Regions from separate parts of the Urocitellus parryii genome. Here region 2 is linked to region 1. A link is a contact called in public Hi-C data. All regions are on one chromosome and are shown on one strand. Each heading gives the region's core, a stretch centred on a gene start, on an enhancer-like site or on the middle of the called end of the contact. The rest is flanking DNA. Distances are from core to core; before and after follow the strand shown.

Region 1 (3,938 bases), core at 785-3,284:
CTGACCAACTTCGTGAAGATGAATCTACATAATTTTTATAGAAATAACTGTACAATATAGGAAATATAAGGTTGTAGGCAGTAGAGGAAGAAGCCCCATTTATGACTATAATCATACATGGAAGTAGAGAGAAGAGAAAAGGGTGGCATGCCAACCCAGAAGGGAAATGGAGACAGTTGTGCAGATTTCAGTGAGTAACATATAATAATAAATGTCAGTGCCTACCGAATAACAATGAATATTTGTGAAGAGGAAAAAAGTAGACAGATTGCAGAATTAGGAGAAAATGTGTCACAAAACAGGCCGAATGGCTTTCCCAGGTTACACAAATAGTATGAAAATAGAACAGAAATCAAAAATCAGGCAGTTTAACTCCAAAGACAGTTAATCAATGTGTTGAGGACCACATGGCACAGAGGACTGCAGAGAACGGAAATTATTTAAGCAAGGTCCTAGAAGAGACAGAAAGAGAAGCATTTCGAGCGGAATTACAAAGATCATCTAAGAGGGAATTACAAAAGGATGGTAAAAAGTTTTAGATTGGAAGGACGAAGTTGAAAGACTGCACAGTCTGTTTCAACATCCTTTTCCTAGACCTAAATCCTTAAGTATAAATGTTCCCTTCCAAGATTCTTTTCTTTTAGCTTTCCACGTGGCTTTAAGGGGGAAGGAGGACCTCAGGATAGACATGATCTTTAAATGAGTGAGATTTCATTTCTGTCCAAAGGTGGTCAGTATAGACACAACACCCTTATGGGAAAGATTCGGGTTGGTGACACTTTTCCAAATCTGGGCTCAAATCTCTTATTGTCTGCGTTCTAACATATTAGCCCAAAGAACTGTGGAAAGTCAAGCTGGATTTCTACCCACTAACACGAGAATGCGTCTAACTTATACCGGGAACGGAGAACCCCCAAAATATGACGATCCCGTGTTTGGATCTTAGCTCTAGCATTGAAAAATATATGGAAGAGCCCCCTTCAATCTATGAACCGAGTTTATCTCTGGGGGACGTGGTGAGGGGGCATCTTTCACGCTACGGTTTAGAACGTTCGTGAACCAGGTAGTAATGGTGGGAGAATGAGAGTTCGCCCCTGCTGGAAGCAGATGTCCTGCCCTCCCTGCCTGACCGAGTTCCCTAACAGCGGATCATGGACGCTGGTGGGGTAACTGCAAATAGTTGGGATCGCTCAGGTTCTACCACAAACAAACGAAAGTGAGGCGACGATCGCCCGGGGTGGCCGAGAGAACGTCCCCCTCCCCCGAAACACACACACACACACACACACACACACACACACACACACACATGCATGCGTTTTCTAGTTAACGCGCGATATTGACGTAAGCAGCGAGGGGCCTCGGAGCCCAGCTAATTCAACGTCCTTCCTCCCTTCGGCCTACGTTACGATCCAAAAAAGCCCGATCCCGATTAAAAGTGTCGAGAGGGAAACAAAGTACAACTTTCTTCGGTATTTCTCCCTCACCTAATTCACTTTGGCCCTGGAGAAGTTGGAGCCTGGGAAACTAAACTGGAGTCGGCCCAGATCGAGGTGGAGTGTTTTGGGGGCGGTGAATCCCGCCAGCAAGGAGCAGCGGTTAAGACCGTTACTCACCATTTCTTAGGACGCCAAGCTGGGGCTGGCGGAGCACCGAATTGAAGAGCATCTGGACCTGAAGAAAGACTCGGCTGAGGAAAAAGCCGTGAAAATGCCCTCGAGTTCACTAGGAGCCGCAGCTTGCGCCCCTCACACCACCGCCCGTTATAGCCTCCAACTCCCGCCACTGTAAGCCCCGGCCGCCAAACTCCGCGCCAAACTGACGTCACGCTCTCTGATTGGCTCCCGCCGCAGCGTCGGGGCGCCTCAGAGTCACTTCCCCCTTCGAATCCCCGCCTCCTTTTCTCCCAGCCGCGGGAACCCAGAGTTCAGGAGCTCCCTGAGCGCCTGCGCGGGGGGCCCGCAGAGGCACCGGCGAACCGCGGGGTGACCAGGGCGCATGCGTAACACGGCTTGACAGAGCGCGGAGGAAAAATCCGCGAGAAGGCGGCGGGAGAAGATGGCGGTGCTGGGGCAGAGTTTGCAATCTTTCTGACTAGGCTAGTCGAGTAACTATTCGGGTCATGGCGTCAAACTCAACTAAGTCTTTTCTGGCAGATGCTGGATATGGCGAACAGGAATTGGATGCTAACTCTGCTCTTATGGAATTGGACAAAGGTATTCGAAAGAGCGGGCTGCTCGGGGGAAGTAGCGCCACCCTGTGGTGGTAGCTTCCGGAGAGGCAGGGAACGCGCATGCGCAGTGGTTTGCTGGGCGGGGCGCGCTAGTGATTTTGCAGGGGCGAGGATTTCTACTGCTTCGGGAGATTGCGGGAAGATTGTGGGACTGGCCTTGCACCATCTAAACAAGTAGGGAACTCTGGTGAACGGCCTTTTTTGACCACTTGAGGGCGCAGTCCCCTGATTTTCCAAACACTGAAAATGACTGGTTTCTAAAAACACTAAATTAAAATTGTGAAATTATTTTTTCGTACGTTTAGTTGAGGCTAGGTCTTCATCGAGAGTGCTGAACAATTTTGCACCGACTTTATAGTGATTTATTTTCTATAAATGTAAGCTTTGGATTACAATACAGGTGACATTAGTGCCAAGACCAATCAAAAAGCTTGGCCCTTGCAGGTTTCATTACAGACAAGTTCCACGAGTTCACTTTCCTTTCAGGGAGGGGCTTAGTGTAGTAAAGGGAGCTTTGGGTTTACTACTGAGCTGAATTCCAGTTCTGCTAATTTTGTGATCAGGGACAAGTCACCCAATTTTACCTAGTCTTCGTTTATCATCAGCAAAGCGGGTGCAGTACTACTGAACTGGCAAGAATGATTAAATGATAAAATGGTATGCAAAAGATGCACTTATTAAATGCTTACAGACATGCCTTCCTTTCTAGATATGGGTATGGAGGCAAGGATGGTAGATATTTATCCCTAAAGAATCAAGCATGAATATGAAACTCTTGTTTCAGTGAAGTACATTTTTATTTACTGGTATACACTTAATTCTTAATTACCTATTGCCAATTTTTAGTGAATTGGACTAGATCTGTTATTAAGTCCACTTATTTTTGTGTTGTGTGGTGCTGGGGCTTGAACCCTGAGCTATATACCCAACTCTATTAAGTTCACTTTGAGCCACATAGTTCTTTGACTTGGGCTTGCCTATTGAATTTTCATGGACTTTTTTGTTTTAACCTGTTAACATTTGTAGAGGATTAGTCTAGGTAGGAGTTTCTCAGACTTTTAAAAAAGCTTTTCACCTCCTTTTGATTACCATAAAAATCTCACAGTATCCCACTGGGATATTCCTTTAGCAATCACAATGTTTTTACTACATCCCCGTCCATCAAAAGATGTTGAGCTTTTCTTTTCTCATCAAACCTATAGGGTTTTTTCCTCCTGAAATATAAAGTTTTACTAAACATGTTTTTAAAATATTAAATCATCTTTTCTTCCCCAAAAGACCTTTTTGTCACTCTGGTCTAGCCAGGATTGTCCATGCTAATTAATAGGAGAGTGGTTGTCAAATAGAAATCAGAATGAAGCACTGAAAAAAAGAGAAATTGAGAATTGTTTAATTCCTATAAGTTTGCAGTTGTAATAATAATAATAAAAGGTCTTAGAACAACTTTTTCTTAAAGAAAAGTCGAAATAGAAATACTTCATATCTGTGAACCAGCCTAGGTGTCTATCAGCGGATGAATGGATAAAGAAAATGTGGTATTTTTATACAATGGAGTTTTATTCATCCATAAAGAAAAATGAAATTATGTCATTTGCAGGCAAATGGATGGAACTTGAGAACATTATATTAAGCAAAATAAGCTACACTTAAAACGTCAAGGGTCAGTTTTTTTTCTCTCATATGTAGAAGCTAGAGAGAAAAAAGG
Region 2 (4,129 bases), core at 43-2,542, 310 kb after region 1:
CGGTCATTTGTAACTCCTTACATAACTTTCAAAACCTAAATGGGTCTTATTCCTCTGAGGTAAGACGGTGCCCTCGAATGTTAATTTAATAATTCTCCTGGCTAACAATTCCAATTATGTTATATTTGGTGCATGTAATAAATTATTTATTTTTAACATAAAGAGGTTTGTAATTCTTATTAATAGAAAGTCAGGTTCCCTTCAATCCCATGCTGAACAGATATTTAAAGAAAATTGTCCTATTTACTCATTACCAAATTATTAGCTTTCTGACAATGCATGTATTTCTTCAACAAGTTCCAGATGGAAGCCTCTAGGTCCCCTCTCCCAGGTAAAAATGGGACGGTTCTATTTGGCTATGTGAGCTGAGTACGATTTCTGTGGATGCCCAAAGGAGACTGTATTCAATGAAGTTATGTGTCAGGCATCCCAGATACATTATTTGGATTATTTGGTAGTCTTGACTTTCCCTGCCTTAGGGCCACCATATTCTCCTGAATATTTCCATACATCAGGGACTTCCACATTCTATACCTCCTTTGTATGTTGAACAGGCCTGTAAATCTGGTGTTCAGAAATAATCTATGATGACTGACCTCAAAGTTATGTGTAAACTTTAAATCATTGCTATGAGTATTGACTATTTTTGCAGCAATTCTTCTCTTCTTGGCTGTTGGACCTGAGCGAATGATTAAACCTTTCTGGGCCTCCCTTTCCTCATGGGAAATAGTAATAACGTTCATTTCTTCTTTATAGCTTTGAGTTGATGAATACATAATAAAGATGTAGTGTTTAGTACAGCCCTGATAGCATAGTAAACACTGGTCCATGCATCCTTCGGTGAGGGTTCTAAGTTTTCACCTATACTTATCTCAGGTTCAGGGTTCCAGAACTTGCTAGAGGCGGGCGTTGTGCAGAGGAAGGCAGGTAGTGCGAGCTGTCAGAGTGGAAAAGTCCGAAGGCAGTTGGATCTGGTGGTGTGCAACGGGGACTGAGAGGCCTTCGGACCTCAGTTAGCTCGGCGACCTCAATCAAGGGACAGAACTGTCCAAGGCTCCCTGCGGCGATTGCTTTTCTTCTCCTGGATTCCCGCTTTGGCTTAGCTCCGCCCTCTTCTCCTAGGGGTTGAAGGCCGGACACTGACGCCGACGCGGTTGCTTAGCGACACCCTTTTCCCAAGATGCCTAGGGTGTTGTTTTTCTTAGCCAATCAGAGAGGCGAAGATACCTCCCCGTCTGCCAATAGGTTACGAGGCCGGGGCTGGCGACGGTTAAACGCTGCCCGCGGCCTGGGTGGCGGATCGGTTCCCTTTCCGGGACTCTGGGCTGCAGTGGCTGTGGCGCGACCTGCCGGGTCAGCGCGAGTCCGGCGGCGGCCCGGCCATGCCGTCCCGGGTGGAGGACTACGAAGTGCTGTACACCATCGGCACGGGCTCCTATGGCCGCTGCCAAAAGATCCGGAGGAAGAGCGACGGCAAGGTGAGCGCGGGGCCCGGCGTGTCCCGGCTCCCGCTGAGGTTTCGGTAGCCCGGGGCGAGGGCCCTGCGCGAAGGAACCGACGGGCCCTTGGTGGTGGGTGCCGGCAAGTCTCGGCTGTCGGTCTCCCCGGGGTCTGCGATTGACAGATTGACAGCTTATCCTGGATGGTTCAAGAGATGGGAGGCTGCGTCTTTTCTTTTTATATAATACATATTTCCGGTTTTTGTTCGTTATTTTCTGTCCCGTTTCCTCCCTTTCTCCAGCTTTGGCTTGCTCCTGTTTTTCCGTCGGTGGCAGCTAACTCAGTCCTGAGCTATTTTTAGATGAGAGTAGGACCCATGTGCCATGGAGGGGCAGGACCACCAGGCCAGAAGCTTTGTATCTGCAGTCAAAACTCATTTAAAACACCCATCAGTCCGGTTAGCAGACTCCTCTTTCCCCATGCGTTTAGGTAGAGCTTGTGCAGAAAGAAACATTGGAGAGGAACTGCCTGACCGATTGGAATAGTCAGGGACTTTGGATACCCGTCCCCTGACTGTGACCAAAGTACTTTTTGGCCAATTTCCTATTAAGCAACTGAGAATAAGGGGTTGAGGGAGTCCTCTTGTGCCTCATCCGCCTCCCTCCCCCTGTAGCATCATTTACTGCTTAAAAAGTAGAGGAAGATTATGGCAATAAACTCTGGGCTCATGAAGTTTATTTAACTACATAACATGATCATGACTTTGGATTGTGGAATATGTTTAAATAGGAGGCAATTTTTTTTTTTTTTCGTTTTTGGAACTTCCATTCATTGTTTTGAGCATAACAAATTCATTCATACCTCGGACATTTTCTTATTTCAGATATTAGTTTGGAAAGAACTTGACTATGGCTCTATGACAGAAGCTGAGAAACAGATGCTTGTTTCTGAAGTGAATTTGCTTCGTGAACTGAAACATCCAAACATTGTGCGCTATTATGATCGAATTATTGACAGAACCAATACAACGCTGTACATTGTAATGGAATACTGTGAAGGAGGGGACCTGGCTAGTGTGATTACAAAGGGAACCAAGGAAAGGTAATTATAATCTTCCATTTTTTAAATGTCAGCTCTGCCATTTATTGCCTATATAATCATTTTAAATTAATTCTTTTTTTCTCATAATTATAAATAATAGTGGGAAATATAATATTAGATGTACGCTGAAAAGGGGTCTAGTTTTGTTGCTGTTAAGAATCTTATGTTAGGATCAGGGGCAAAGTACTTAGTAACATAGAAGAGTGTTCTTGTATTTGGTGGGTCCGTGGTACTTTAGAAAAATCACTGGTGAATCAATACCCATATTTTGCATCAAGTAATTATTTCTCTATTAGTATACAAGAAAAACTAGATAATTCACATCATTCCTTATTTGTAATGATATATTCAGACATTATATGCCGTAAAAATGTTTTGGTTTCAGACAATACTTAGATGAAGATTTTGTTCTTCGAGTGATGGCTCAGTTGACTCTAGCCCTGAAGGAATGTCACAGAAGAAGTGATGGTGGTCATACTGTGTTACATCGGGATCTGAAACCAGCCAATGTTTTCCTGGATGGCAAGCAAAACGTCAAACTTGGAGATTTTGGGCTAGCTAGAATATTAAACCATGATACGAGTTTTGCAAAAACATTTGTTGGTACACCTTATTACATGTCTCCTGTAAGTATTTCAGAATTTAGATGCTTTTTAATTCCTTAATGCTAAGCATTCAAATGCAAGGTTTATTGTTGGTTTCTTTGTATTTAGCCAAGAATTAATAATACTGTTTCATTTTAAGTTCCAAACTAACCACCTGACCCTTATATTCCTCTGTATCAACAATTCAATTTTTATTGAATTCAGTTTTTATTGAACTATTACCATGTTCAAAGCTCTGGAATTAACAAAGATGAAATGGGTTTTGTCTCTGCCTTCAAGAGCAACAGTGCTTTCTAAAGCATGGGTCCTGGGGACACCTACATCACACTCACTCTGAAGTTTTGTTAGTCCTGGGTCCTGAGTTCAGACTGAGTTCATACCCAGTGAATATGGATCTCTGGAAAGGTCCTTGGACACTGTATTTTATCCCTAGTTGGATTCTTGTACTTGGATATATGGGACTCACAAAGCTCACTTACTTCAGATAACATGTTTTTACAATTTCAAAAAATTTCCAAAAAATTTTTCTTATTGCCTTTTCCTGAAATTCATTTATAGAAAGTCTATCACTTTACTTTATCCATTGCCTCTATTGATGGATATTTTATTTCCAAAGGAGCACTGTATGCATATCCTTGTATGTATTATCTTTCTTCCTTTTTGATTATTTTCTTGGAGTGTTTGTGGCTGTCATTAGATATTATCTAATGGCTTTTATTTATTTTCCCTATTTTTTTATTGGTGCATCATAGATGTACATAATGTTGGAATTTGTTTACATAGTCACATAACATAAGATTTAGCTAATATTGTTCCTCAGTATTTCCCCTTTTCCTCCCTTCAGCCTCCCTTCTGTCTCTTTCCTCTACAATGCTGTCCTCCCTCCAGCCTCCCTTCTGTCTCTTTCCTCTACAATGCTGTTCTCTCTTTGATTTTCACGATGGTCTGATGGCTTTTAAAGACCTTAAATCAATAAGGAACAG

What was found. Hi-C and Micro-C count contacts between places; a contact is called where the count stands out from the background.
Region 2: a Hi-C map of muscle shows a contact between it and region 1, with 5 times the contacts expected there. The contact joins the promoter of Nek2 here to the promoter of Ints7 in region 1. A contact is called at or near these places in 2 of 2 Hi-C or Micro-C datasets (liver and muscle).

What each region holds. Positions count from the first base shown.
Region 1 is chr9:106,829,693-106,833,630 of mUroPar1.hap1, forward strand. It overlaps Ints7 (integrator complex subunit 7), which reads left to right and starts at 2,035. Exons shown (of 20, transcript XM_026387510.2): 1 at 2,035-2,216. The coding sequence starts at 2,123. It overlaps Dtl (denticleless E3 ubiquitin protein ligase adapter), which reads right to left and starts at 1,668. Exons shown (of 14, transcript XM_026387473.2): 1 at 1,617-1,668. The coding sequence starts at 1,668.
Region 2 is chr9:107,136,476-107,140,604 of mUroPar1.hap1, forward strand. Nek2 (NIMA related kinase 2) reads left to right here and starts at 1,293. Exons shown (of 8, transcript XM_026387462.2): 1 at 1,293-1,478; 2 at 2,324-2,541; 3 at 2,927-3,167. The coding sequence starts at 1,383.